Linked DNA regions of Lactuca sativa: region 1 is linked to region 2. Evidence: chromatin contacts called from public Hi-C data. All regions are on one chromosome and are shown on one strand. The core of a region is the stretch at or near the end of the contact, and the rest is flanking DNA. Distances in the headings are between cores, read along the strand shown. Region 1 holds the start of LOC111882870 (60S ribosomal protein L3-1). Region 2 holds the start of LOC111890587 (citrate-binding protein).

Region 1 (6,754 bases), core at 2,548-5,047, 350 kb after region 2:
TGAGAGGTATGATGGCCGAAAATATGAAACCTAAGGAGGGTTTATATAGATGATCAATGGAACTAAGGATAAGACAGTTTCTTACGAGAAGTCATATCCCCTTAACTTCCTTCCTAAAGCATCCAATGCACCTTTAGTGCCTAAGAAAACCCTTGAACCATTCTAGAATTCGTCCAACCCTCTTGGGAGGTTCTAGAATTGGTCAATGTTCAATCTTTTGAACATTGTCACCTTTAGTCATCCCACTTTTAGTTATTCCAATTAATCCCAAAATCAATTTCAATGAATTTCTAATTAATTTATAATTAAACAATATATTTTTTAATTGATATATTTTTCTCAAGACATATTAATAAATTATTTATTTTGACTTCTAATTAGTTTATTAATCATATAATAAATTAATAAATCAGTCTCTTTCTCCAAATAACATTCCAGTCTTTTACTAGTCTGAGGGAAACCCAAAAGGACTTTGCTAATAATTTAGTTAATGTCCTACACACCTAATCCAACATAAAAAATATATAAATATCATCTTTGCTAAATATCCGTTCAATCTTATTATGAAATTAAAAGAAATTTGTAACATCCCAAATTTCAAGACCAAAAATTTCATTTTAAATTCAAAGATTTATAAAACTATTACTGAAAATGCCATCAATGTTATCTTATATCATGAAAACCCTATGTCAACCATCTCAAAAACATATCATAGGAAAATAATTTCAGAGTATAAATCTCAATAATCTCATGTGTGTGATGCGTTGCTATCGTGCCGACTCCTTTCCATTCGAAGAAGAAGAAGGACCTGAAACAAAACTGAAAACTGTAAGCACAAAGCTTAGTGAGTTCCCCCATTATACCACATACCATACAATAATCATATTGTCTAACATATATGGGTACTGGACTACCTCTTTGGTCTCTTTCAATCGGTAGCTGCCTAGCATATCAGGGTAATGACCTACCCCTTTGGTCTCTTGCAACCAATAACTCGCCTAACATGTCAGGGTGCTGGCCTACCCCTTCGGTCCTTTCGACCGGTACCTATCCTAGCATACCAGGGTGCTTGCCTACCCGTTCGATCCCTTCGATCCTTTCGATCGGTACCATAGACTATTTCAACCCTACTTCTACCATATAACATTCTAGCTCGTAAACACATAAGTCATTTACTGCCTAGCTTATCCGGGTGTTGGCATACCCTTTCGGGCCTATCGACCGGTACTGGGGTCTATCCTACCCCTCTTACCACTATCACATAATATCATAACATATTAGCACATAAAGCATAACAGATAGTGACATACCAAATAATTATCACAAAGATAATCATCTCTACTATAGCTCATACCAGTGGGTCAGCATTGGTGCCTTCGACCCACTTCTTCTGGAAGACAACTCACCTGAAATGTCGTGTAATAGTTGAATTGTCCTCAGCTCTGGGATCAACTCCTCTCAAACTCCTACATATAAAAATCTCCTTTAATTACCCCTTTCATACTTATAACCCCTTTAAGGGTCAACTCTGGTCAATGGTCAAAGTTAAAGTCAACATCCTAGTCAAAGTCCATATCCAGGTCAAAGTCAACATCCTGGTTGACTCAGCTCACCGAGTTGGTCCATAAACTCGTCGAGTTCCATATCCATAAAACCCTAGAAATCTCGATCCAACTCGTTGAATTCCTCCTCATAACAGAGTCGAGACATTTCCCTTAACCCGCCAGTTCCTCCTTGAACTCGTCGAGTTCTTCAATCTTCTAAACCCAAAATCATGGCCAACTCGCTGAGTCATCTCCTAGACTCAATGAGTTTACCCAGCAACATAAAAAGTTGGGGGACCACAACCCAACTCGCCGAGTTGCATGAACAACTCGTCGAGTCCCCCATAGGCTGAACTCATTCAGTCGTTTCCAGTCGAGTTCAATGCTTCCAAACCATAGATCTGATCCCCTAGGACTAAGTTACCACGTAAAGTTGCTAACTTTATGTTCATGTATGGTGCCACAAAGCTAGAAACACCAAAACTAAGCTATATAAGAGGTCTAGGGCATGGGGAATAGTCAAGGCTTGATAAAGCTGACAACTTTAAGTCTTATAAGCTCATGAGTGTCTAGATCTGAAGTCAAAACCTAATGATACACTCAAATCCCAAAAATGACTTCAATATGGCCCAAAAGTAACAAAATACAACCCTAAATGAAGATCTAAGCAAAGGAAAGCCAACGTATCAACTTTATACCTCAAATGAGTCAGAAATGCATGTCAACTTCCGGATCCAGTGCCTTCCTCTTGAATCCTCAAGCTTCTCCTTCCTTCTCAAGCTTCAAAATCACCAAGAATACCCAAAAATGGCTCAAGAACACTCGAAGGTGGATTAGGGTTTCATGGCTAGGGGTTGGAGTGATGGAGACTACAAATGAGGCCATCCTTAGGAGGTTAAGGTGTTTAAATAGAGTGCAAACCCTGAAAATTAGGGTTTCAATCTGGCATCTTACTCGTCGAGTTGAGGCTCTCAACTCATCGAGTAGATTTCAAGTCCCGCGTCCAAAAATCCATTCCTATTCGACGAGTTTGGGCCTCTAACTCGTCGAGTCCCTTTGCAAAAATGACTAGTTTGATTTAAAATACATACCAGGATCCGGACGTTACAAAAACATCACATAAAATTGTAACATCGTAATTTTGGGCCTAAAAGTTTTGAACTTTTTGAGAAAAAATGGGAAATTAAAAAAAATATTTTAATAAAATAAAATTAACTATAAAATAATAATAAAAAATTAATTTTTTATGGAGGTAAAACCTTGAATAAAAGACTTTACAATTATTTGAAGATTTAAATGGGGAAAAATGGGAATATTTACCAATTTATTTAACTATGCAAGATTTAAAATGTGAGGAATATGGTGGGGAGGGGTTTAATACGAAAATAGATGGTGGTAGACGGAGTTATTTGTGAAAAGATAATCAAATGAGATAAAAGAATAACAAGGATGGACTATACTTGCCTAAGTGTCCATAGTTAGTCTATTTGAAGCTTCTTATTCTGTAACATCCGTGATTTCAAGGTATTGCTAATTTATTTAATAATGTATTTAATTGTTCTGGGCCATGAAGTTATTTTGGGCTTAGAGGTTGGGCCTCTATGTGTTTGGGCTAGCTGAAGTCGTATGCACGACATAGTAAGAACAAGGAAAATGTGGAGCCATGCATGTACGCGCAAGGACAAAGTGGTATGCGCAACTTACGTATGCTGACTTAAAACCCTAATTTTTAGGGTTCAAGTCATAATCATTTAATGTGTGCTGGATTTAAGACCCTAGCTTGTATAATGATTATTTTGAACTTTAAAGAGGCCACAAGTTATAAGGTGAGCTTGAATCATATTTTGATAGGTTTATTGTTAACAATTTTATTATTTTAAACTTATTAAAATATTTAATATATTAAAATATTTAATATGTTGAAACCATATTTTACGCAACTACTTTTTAGTAAAATCCTTTTGAAAATAGTAAATATATTTTCAACTAGGCCCTAACAACAAATGCTGTTTCAAAAGTAAATAAACAATTCTTCAATAACAACGATGATGCGTTTTATTTTATTAGACAAAATAAACATGTATTTTTTATTTCTATAAAATGAATTCTAATTTTTATCAATATGATGTAAACATTGCCTTTGAAAATTGAAATACACACAGAGTTAGAGGCCCTGGCCTAGGAAGACAAGAACCAACTTTAGCCCAAGCCCGTTAGGTGTCTTTTAGAAAACTGAGGGGAATTTCTGTGCTTTTTGTAAAGTTTAGGGGGGCTTGTTGTGCAATGGAAACTACGATGATTATATATATTTTGCTAGGGTTTTAGATGCATTTCACTGGGGCAACTATCGCCGCACGGCTATCTTCGCAGCAACTAGCAGGTTCTCTCATCCTTTCAACATCTCTCTAACACATTTGATCCTCGATTGCTATTTTCGCATGCTAATCATAGATGATAACCTTTATATGGTTTAATTTCGCAATTTAGTCGATCTGCATTTGTGTGAACATCTTCAATTGACCATATACGATTTTTATTCTGATTAAAGAGAAGCATCTTTCTTTTGCAATCATTTTGAATCCTCTATTTTTGTGTGTTCGTCGATTTAGAGATGTATATGCTTGTTTATACTTCGATTTAAAGCTCATTTGAGGTGTGTATTGTTTTTAATTGTTTTTTCTTTTTTTTAACATTAAAGGTGAAGGAGGAGGAAGAGTAGGATGTCTCACAGGAAGTTTGAGCACCCCAGACATGGTTCCCTTGGATTTCTTCCCAGGAAGCGTGCTGCTCGCCACAGAGGGAAAGGTATACATTGTTGTTTTTTACTTAAAATACGCATTGTCTTTTTTTTGATTGAGGACTTACATGATTTAGGATTTGTTTAACAAACTTATTTGCGATTTTGTGTCAACATAGCCATGTCTATTTGCATCACAAATCAACATCAAATTGTTTCATTTGTAGTTTGAGGTTTATGATGTGAACAATAACGTTTCCTCTTCAATTTGAAATAATTGGTTTCTTTTACTTAAATCCTTGTTGGCTTAATCACTTTAACATCTTCTAATCTTACACCTAAAACCACAATCTGATATGATTAAATCATGTTATATCTTATGCAATGTCTTTCTTCCTTATATCCATTACAGTGAAGGCTTTCCCCAAGGATGACCCAACCAAACCATGCAAGCTAACCGCTTTCTTGGGCTACAAGGCTGGGATGACTCACATTGTCAGAGATGTCGAGAAGCCTGGATCAAGTAAAACCCTCTTCAGATTTCCACTTACTTTTCAATCTTTGAAAAAAAAGTCTGAAACTCTCAGATTCTTGATTAATCTAGTTGATTAAAAAACATCTTCCTTTGGATTCACAGAGCTTCACAAGAAGGAAACATGCGAAGCAGTGACCATCATCGAGACCCCACCCATGGTGGTTGTTGGAGTGGTAGCCTATGTCAAGACGCCACGTGGCCTTCGTTCATTGAACACTGTTTGGGCTCAACATCTGAGCGAAGACATCAAGAGAAGATTCTACAAAAACTGGTGCAAATCCAAGAAGAAAGCATTTGCCAAATACTCAAAGAAATTCGAATCCGACGAGGGCAAAAAGGACATTCAATCCCAGCTTGAGAAAATGAAGAAATATGGAACTGTAATCCGGGTCTTAGCCCACACCCAGATCAGGAAAATGAAAGGGTTGAAGCAGAAGAAAGCACACCTAATGGAGATTCAAGTAAACGGAGGAACAATTGCTCAAAAGGTGGATTTTGCTTATGGATTTTTCGAAAAGCAAATCCCAATTGATGCAGTTTTCCAAAAGGATGAAATGATTGATATAATTGGAGTTACAAAAGGTAAAGGTTATGAAGGTGTTGTGACTCGTTGGGGTGTGACTAGGCTGCCACGTAAGACTCACAGAGGTCTCCGTAAGGTGGCGTGTATCGGAGCGTGGCACCCTGCCCGAGTTTCCTTCACAGTTGCCCGAGCCGGGCAGAATGGTTACCATCATCGTACTGAAATGAACAAGAAGATTTACAAGCTTGGGAAAACTGGACTAGAGTCACATACTGCTCTTACTGAGTTTGACAGGTTTGTTATTTTAAGGACTAAAAATGTAAATAAATGTTGTAGGAGGACTTAATGTGTAAATAATGTTTGATTGATGTAGGACTGAGAAGGATATAACTCCAATGGGTGGGTTCCCTCACTATGGAGTGGTGAAGGATGACTATTTGTTGATCAAAGGTTGCTGTGTGGGCCCCAAGAAGAGGGTGGTGACACTTCGTCAATCCTTGTTGGCACAGACGTCCAGGCTGGCGCTTGAGGAGATTAAGCTCAAGTTCATTGATACTTCTTCCAAATTTGGACATGGGCGTTTCCAGACTACACAGGAGAAGCTCAAGTTCTATAACCGCATGAAGGCTTGAGGGAGAAGGGTAATTTTGGTAAGTTATGGTTAGTTAAAGTTTGTTTGAACAAGTTTATTTTTTATGAGAACAAGTTTTGGTTGGTGTTTTGTTAAATTGTTATTCAGCATGGACGTGTTTTTTGGTATTATTTGTCTTGGTTATCTTTAATACAGAAAGTATGTTTTAAATAGTTTTTTGGTTATTTATATTCCCTTATTTAAAATTGCCTTTATGAAAAATCTCGTTTTTCATGGTTGAAGCAAGACATTAATATCTTAAATTTATATCGGTCTATTTTAAACGTGAGGAAATTACACTGAAATATGTCGAATCAAATGCTCGTTGAAATGCCAAAGTAAGCTAGAATACATAATAGTCAGCAAAATTTGTGCGATTAAATGAGAGAATCTGATTACTAAAACCTTAAACGTTAGTTTTTTTGATTCTATCTTTATGTTGTCATTAAATACTAGGAGGGTAAGGTTTTAGATAAAGGAGAAAGTGGCATTCCATACCTTTTTTCCCATTCTTTTTGTTTTTATCCTTTCAAAATTTAAGTAATATTTGCTTCCTTGTAGCAGCTCTTCCACCTTTGTGTTCCCTGGTTTACACAATCTTTAAATCGGTTATTGTGCTCGATGATTAGAGCATAAAACCATAACATAATACAAATAATTTTAGTGTCATTGTCCATTTAGTGTAATTGGTAATAGAGATGTAAACATTGATTTAAAACAGTTTGGGAGGGTACAACCCATGATGGATATATTTCATCCGTAAGATAGTAACAACGCTTGTAGT
Region 2 (7,305 bases), core at 4,609-7,108:
TTCAAATAAGTTTTTGACTACTTTGTTAAATACGATATATTTTAAACGATATATTCTTATATCAAGCTTATTATTTGGTAGTATATCTTCACTTTAGTAAAATATTTTATAGATGATAATTTTGTCTGTATTTCTCAATGTATTTTTGAAGATCATAATGTTGTCTATATGTATCAAACTTATTTGGTAGTATAATCTTGTACAAAACTCATTGAGCTTTTATAAGATTTAAACAAAATTAAGGTTTTTTTTTTTTCAATAACCATCAATATTGCAGGTTTTATTTGCAAATTTGGCACAACTTTACAAAATCATCAAAACGACTTTAAAAAAAAAAATCGTACGTTTTACTTGTGAATAAGCAAAAAGCTTTTTGTTACTTTTTTATTTTTATTTATTTATTTATTTATTTTGTGGTAGAATTCTTTAAAGACAATTTATACATCAAGAAAGAGCTTTCAAAATGAAGTGGTATATTGAGAAAGGTTTCAACAAAAATATGGTATACAAATGAATAAAAAATTTATTAGGTCACTCGGCCCATAAGGCCCATTTTGAAGCCTACTATTTAGTATTTCTCAAAGAAAAAACACACCCTTTTTTTGTCGAACTCTTGTAAAAACCTTAGTATATTAGACTAAACTAGATTATGACCCGCGTTTAACGCGGGAACACATAAATAAAATACAAATTTATATACATATTACAAAATAATTATAAAAAAGTAGGATTATTGGTATTATTGAAATGTATAGAAATTACACTAAAATAGGTAAATATGTATAGCGTTGAAGGACCTCTTTATAGACAACATTTTTTGTTTTATTAGTTCTATGACATTGCTTGTCACATATAAGTATCTTCAAACATTTTTTACTTGTGACACGGAAAACAACTATATATAGTCAACCATGCGTGAAAATGGGTCTACACAAGTATAATCCAACATTTGACAATGTACTTTCAAAATACATTGTTATTTTATGGCTATATTGCGAAATATAACTATTTATTTCAAAAAATAGCAACTTATTTATGTTCTTTCAAAATGAACCAGATAAAACCCCCCACAATATTAAATATAAAGAAACTATAACCAATAAATCTGCAACGAAGCTAATTATCTCATCCACTTCATCTCTAATATCAGGTCTTTTTTTCCTTAATCTAAGTTATTGTCACTATCATCGGCAATGTTAAGATTTATTGACGGCTTCTTTTTTATTTTAGGGATAATATGACAGAAATCATTTATCAGGTCCATCATTTATGTTTATATCTTCGTTTTTTTTTTGTTGATTTTGATATGCCTTCTTTGGTTTACCACCATTTTTTTCAGGCTCCTTTTTTATGAAATAACATTTTTTTTTGTGAAATTCGTTCTCTGGTTTTGAGTATGTGCAGGTACATTGATTTTTTTGAAGTAAAGAAAGTAAGGTTTTTGTTCGATGTTGGTTCCTAGGTTTGGTTCTTATTTTTTTGTGATTTCTCATAATCCATTGTGTTTTATTTTCCATCTTTATCTACAATCTTTATGTATAAAACACTTTATCCATATAGTCATTCACTACAAGGTTTAATGAAGGAAAAAAGAAACACCCCCTTAGTTTTATTTACTTTGCAGATTATCGAGCCTCCATGCAAAGCTTACAACATAATGAAAAAAAACAAAAAACTCTTATGAGGTAAATGCCAGTTACGATTCTACCCCTTTTCCTCTTGTAACAATTATCTCACTTCAAAACATCTGTTTTTGTGTTTCAACATATTATTGATAGCATGAAAGATCCAAGCATTGTTGCATTTTGGTTAATCAAAATACCTCAAATTATGGGAGGATTTAAATATGATGATGAGGTCAAACATAAAATATGGTGGTAATACAAGGTTCTTCTTCTTCTTTATTATTTATTTACTTATTTTTTAATTCAACTTTATTACGAAAGTAAATAACTTCTTTTGTTGATATTAGTGTTTCTTATTTAGAAAAATATGTGATTTGATCAACTTCGTGATGCTATAGCAATGAGAAAACTTGGATGAGTAGGAAGTGAGATAAATTTATAATTTATTAACTTCAATGAGAAATTAATTAATTACAAATTTGTTATTGAATTTGAAATACAAGAGGGATTATATCAATGGATCATGAACATGCAAGAAATGATCCGGTGGTAGTAAAGAACATTCCTTACTATAAAGCAAAGTGCAAGTTAGAGGCAGAAGTGACGAAGCTCAGTCCACCACCATGACCTCAAAACTGAGGGGGGGGGGGGGGGGAGGATCAGTATAAGCAAAAGTTTTTTCATTTATCTTTAGTAATTTACATATTTGGTCCTTGTATTTAGTTGTTTTTTTTTCGTTTTGGTCCCTAAAAGAATGAGGTTGTAGTTTTTGGACCTTGTTTCACTGTTTCATAAAACTTTTATGATTGTCTAAGTTAACAGCCTAGCTATTAGTTTTTTTTTTAAATGACCATTTTGCCTTTGAACCAAAACTAAAAAGCATATAGCATAACAACAAAATTTATATTTTTCTTTTTTTTTTTATCTTTTTTTTTTTACTTAAGTTTAGAGTAGATTACATTTTTGGTCCTTGAGTATACCTGATTTTTTTTTTTCTAGAAGGTTCTGAGGGGCGTTTTTTGGTATTTCAGGGTCAAATGTTGACTCTAGTTGAGTACACACTTCTGTTATATCGTGCATTCTTACCTGCCCATGTATGGTACCAATTCTTTTTGAACACAGAATATGGGAGCCTATTTTCATCTTTCACAATATGACTATATTTAACTTTAAATCTCACATCAATTGTTAAGAAAGTATATTTCTTATTCTTATTTTGTTACTACCGGAGACATAAGAAAACTTTCTAATGAGGGCGTTCATGTCTTTTGTATAACCCGTCTGTTATATTATGTCATGTCATCTCTTGTCTTATCAATTGATTTTTTACAAAGGTATACACACACATGTAACATCATAATTTCATTTTATATAACATCCAATTTTAACATTGAGTTTACTGTTCCCGAAAATAGGATCATAGTTACCGATTAAAAAGATGGAACCAAGAACCAAGCACGACATCAATTTTTTTTTTCAAAAACAACATTATACATCCAAATTATAAGTATTCAATAAAGAACCATACGAATGAGTAAAAACATATAAATTCGAAAACAATATCAAACTTACAGATTAAAAAGATTTAAGGAAGAAGTACATACATTTATTCAACTAATTAGACTGATGGGAAGGTTGAAGTTTTTTTTGCATTTGTTTTCTGCGGAGGAATTATGACATAATGTTTGTGTAAATCGATTATTAAAAAGGTTTGAAATATATATACAAGTAAATATGATGAAAATTAGCAGATAATCAATTGAAATCCTATTAAACTTAAAATAGAAGATATCATGCTTGAAAATGTATTGGTTCATAATAATATCGGAAACTTTTGAAATTTGAAATTAATAGTTTCCGAGATTTTAACATATAATATATTTGGAAATCAATTTTGAATGGAAATAGAGCTTAAATTTAAGGTTTACATTAATAAGGAACCAATTTTGTAGTTGTAAGTTTGGAAATAATTCAAGTATCATTTTCATTCAATTCCTACATTTAATTTCCTAATATAACGTGTTGACTTGTTGTTTGATCAAGGTGACGTAAGCAAATTGATCTAAGGGTGTAAAACATATAAAGAAAACACAATCAACGGTTCAGATTGTTTTAAATGATGTCATAAGGTTTCTCTTTTAATAATATTTAAAGATTATATTTCTCTACATATATTTGGTTTTACGAGTATACATGATAATAATAATGATTTTTTTTCATCCATTTGTCCATTATAAACCTTGGTGATTCCTTCTATAAAATAAATAAAACAATTAAAATCGTCTTTTACACAAATACCTTATACTAGTTAAGTTCAAATGACATGGACTCTAATAGAAACCCTAACCCATGGTATGTAATCTTGACAAAATTAGTCGGTAGCTTCTATATAGATAGCAAGATGCTGAAAGTTGTAGCTTCTGTATGGGCATAATTGTTCGGAAAATATAGCCTTAAGCTTTTGAAAGGTGTTAAATGATATAAATCATAAAAGCCAGAAGCTATCTGGAATAAACTTTTAGTTCATGAGTTTTTTGTTTAAAATAAAAGTTTTAAGGTTATTCTCACGAACACAACTTTTTCTTTAAATCATTTTTTTTTGTTATAAGCTACAACCCTTTAAAAAACATCATGTTAAGACCAATGGGCGAGGCAACATGAAACCGTTACAAACACAATTTACCTTTTTTTTTACATACACGTTCAACTTCAATAAAATATCATGTACAATAATACTTTCATAATATATATAGATCACATATACAACATCTAAATTCTTCTTATATACATATCATATACATGTCTATGACTTCTTGTATATTTTGATGTCTCTCCACCTCGATTCCATATATCGACTCGTGTCACTCGGTGCACCATAAACACCACACTTAAAATACAAGTCTCCGGGACCTTCATCATGTGATTCAAACTTCTTCACGTCATTGATGTAAACCATTATTTTTCCTTCATCAACATTGTGAATTAAATTCACCTTGAACCATTTATCATATAAATTAGTAGCAATTACTTCCCCATTGTAATACCTCATGTCTCCATTATAGATCCTTAGTAATATTGTTGTGTTACCTTCGGCTGCACCATGGATTTGCACAATCGTAGCACCCGAAGTTCCATGTGGTATGAATGCATAGCCTTCGAATTGCCAAATCCCCGAAGTGTAGTCTGGCTGCATAGTAAAACATCAAAAACCCGTATTAGCAACAACTTTATTCCACTATAAATATAATACAGGTAAAAAAAATTCAACTACGAATCACTTTTGTTATCCAATTTGTCACGGGAAAATCACAAAAATAGCAAAAGGGGGGAAGAGTTTTTACAAAATTACCATCTTTTTAATAAGATGACTGCGAAATTGTTCTTTTAATGACATAACAAGTATAAAAATAAGCAAATTCATTGGAAATTTATGTGTTTTACAAAGATATGAAGGATATCACAATAATATGATTTTTTATTTTGTGTTCTATTGTGAAATTGATAGTTTTATTTACAAAGAATGTCGTATAATCTTATATGAATGATACCTTTCAATAAAATTTTCAAGCGTTTTTTAAACCAAAAAGTTCTTTAAAGTTGAAAAAACTATCGAAGGAGCTTCTCAAACCAAAAAGTTTTCAAAGAACTTGTTAATTAACAAATATTTACCAAGAGTTTTTTCAATGATCAAGCGAGTGTCATATGTTTTCAACCAATTATAAATAGACAATTTATTGTGGGTTTTATTGTTTGTAAATTGAAGAGCTCACTTATTCCAAATATAAAAGAGAGTTTTTCCAATTGTTATTTATGAAAAAGCCATTCTAGTTTGAATGCTCTAAGGATTTTAATAAAAAAAATCCTTGGTTATACGACATGTATTGATTACTTGTACCGTACAAGCAAACAATGCATATCCTTCATATCCCATGTTAGAAAAATTTGATTAAAAAAAGCTTACTTTTATTTGAACTTCGGTTCTGGGTCGTGTGTTGCTTCCACGCTCGAATGGCTTATCGTTTGAATAGACCCAAAACCGACGAATACCGTTATGGAAACTGTATCTGTCTGTGAGTGGGACGTTGTACGGTTTCTGGTATATGAAGCTACTTGGTGTCAAGGGGACATTGGTAAACCCTTGTGTGGGATCAATAGCAAACACCTTTAAACCATCATTTAGTAAACTCAAATTTACAACTAAGAGAAGCAGGCTGCAACCACAAACTCTCTTCATTTTCTCTCTAGGGTTTGCTTGATGTACAAGTGTTGTTGATACATAGGGCAAAGTTAATCATGGTTTATAGGAGGACAGGGAGAGAAAGGTGAATTGTTTTTATGGGTATTGTACAAAAGTAGGGCAAGAGAATTTGAAGGTTGTTTGGTCTGATTCTTCCTTTTGTTTGGTCTGATTCTTCCTTTTGTTTTATTTCAATGATTATTTCTGTATAAAATAATATTTGAAATACAAAGTAATTTATGTTAACAATAACTAATCATATGTGTAATTTATAGAAAAAAAAAAATAAGAAACAGTAACACAATTTAAAAAGCCGATATTATAAAATAACAGTTAAATTATGAAAAGTATAATAAATTTAGAAAAAGTATACATGCATACATATATACAAACACATCATATCATATCTATTGTAATTAACTATTGGCATTATATTTTGATAATAAATTAATAATGTACTAAAAATGGAGAAAATCACAAAAATCATATGTAATATAACAAAATATGTAATATACCAAAGGATTTTGGCCTACCGACATCAAATGTTGTTGCCTAGTTGGATTGTTGCTCCCCAACCAAATATTGAAATTCAAGCCTTGCTGAAGACAATAGATGTAGATTTCGGAATAAGATGGTCGGCATGTAACAGTTCAAAAAAATGTTATATAACAAAATAAAAATCTTAATAAATGTTATCACAAAACCATCACACTCCTAAAAAAATGAATCACCAACAACATTTTTTTGTTTTTTTAAGATCGAGTGACCATGGATAAAAAAGCTCTTAAAATCGTTTGAAATCTTTGGTATTATTGTTGGGTAATGCTGAAATTTGATATGATTAACTAAATCGTTGAAAAATCTTTGATTTTTTTTTGGCTTGATTACACACTAGTAGTGTACCCAACTATAAGATCTTGAACTCGGAGTCCGGGCTAAGGCACAAACTTTTCTAGCATGAACATATTACCGTGTCTCACCCACTATATGAAACGAGCACATCAGACAAAACCTTCAAAAGAGACAGTGTATCTTTAGATAATATGTAGACCTTATCTCCCATAAAAACCACTATAAATACTACCCTCATGGGAAGGTATAAGCAACATCATGCTCTCTCAACTCTCGTAATATTTTGAGTAATCACCCTCTAACTTGGGTGTCGAAGTGTAATAATGTATCCATCTTGGATTACGATCGACCATAGCCTCTCATTTGTGATCAACAGGTTAGAAGAATCATGTAGACACATCATCCTTTATACTCAACTATCCATTAGATACCCTCTCCCGGACACAATTGCTACACACATCTCCACAATGAATTTGATAACAGTAGTTTGCATCAAACGTTATAATCTTTCACTTGTTTAGATTTGTACAGATAATTATTGTTATACATCATGTAGACAATTTAGTTTTGACTGAATTATTTCATATATAT

Evidence for each region. A called contact is a pair of places that touch in the nucleus more often than the background predicts.
Region 1: a Hi-C map of leaf shows a contact between it and region 2, with 6 times the contacts expected there. The contact joins the promoter of LOC111882870 here to the promoter of LOC111890587 in region 2. A contact is called at or near these places in 2 of 4 Hi-C or Micro-C datasets (leaf and seed).

What each region holds. Positions count from the first base shown.
Region 1 is chr6:176,796,672-176,803,425 of Lsat_Salinas_v11, forward strand. LOC111882870 (60S ribosomal protein L3-1) reads left to right here and starts at 3,798. Exons shown (of 5, transcript XM_023879240.3): 1 at 3,798-3,924; 2 at 4,243-4,349; 3 at 4,694-4,804; 4 at 4,919-5,633; 5 at 5,713-6,143. The coding sequence starts at 4,265. The coding sequence ends at 5,971.
Region 2 is chr6:176,442,871-176,450,175 of Lsat_Salinas_v11, forward strand. It overlaps LOC111890587 (citrate-binding protein), which reads right to left and starts at 5,859. Exons shown (of 2, transcript XM_023886691.2): 1 at 5,587-5,859; 2 at 4,411-4,812. The coding sequence starts at 5,859. The coding sequence ends at 4,429.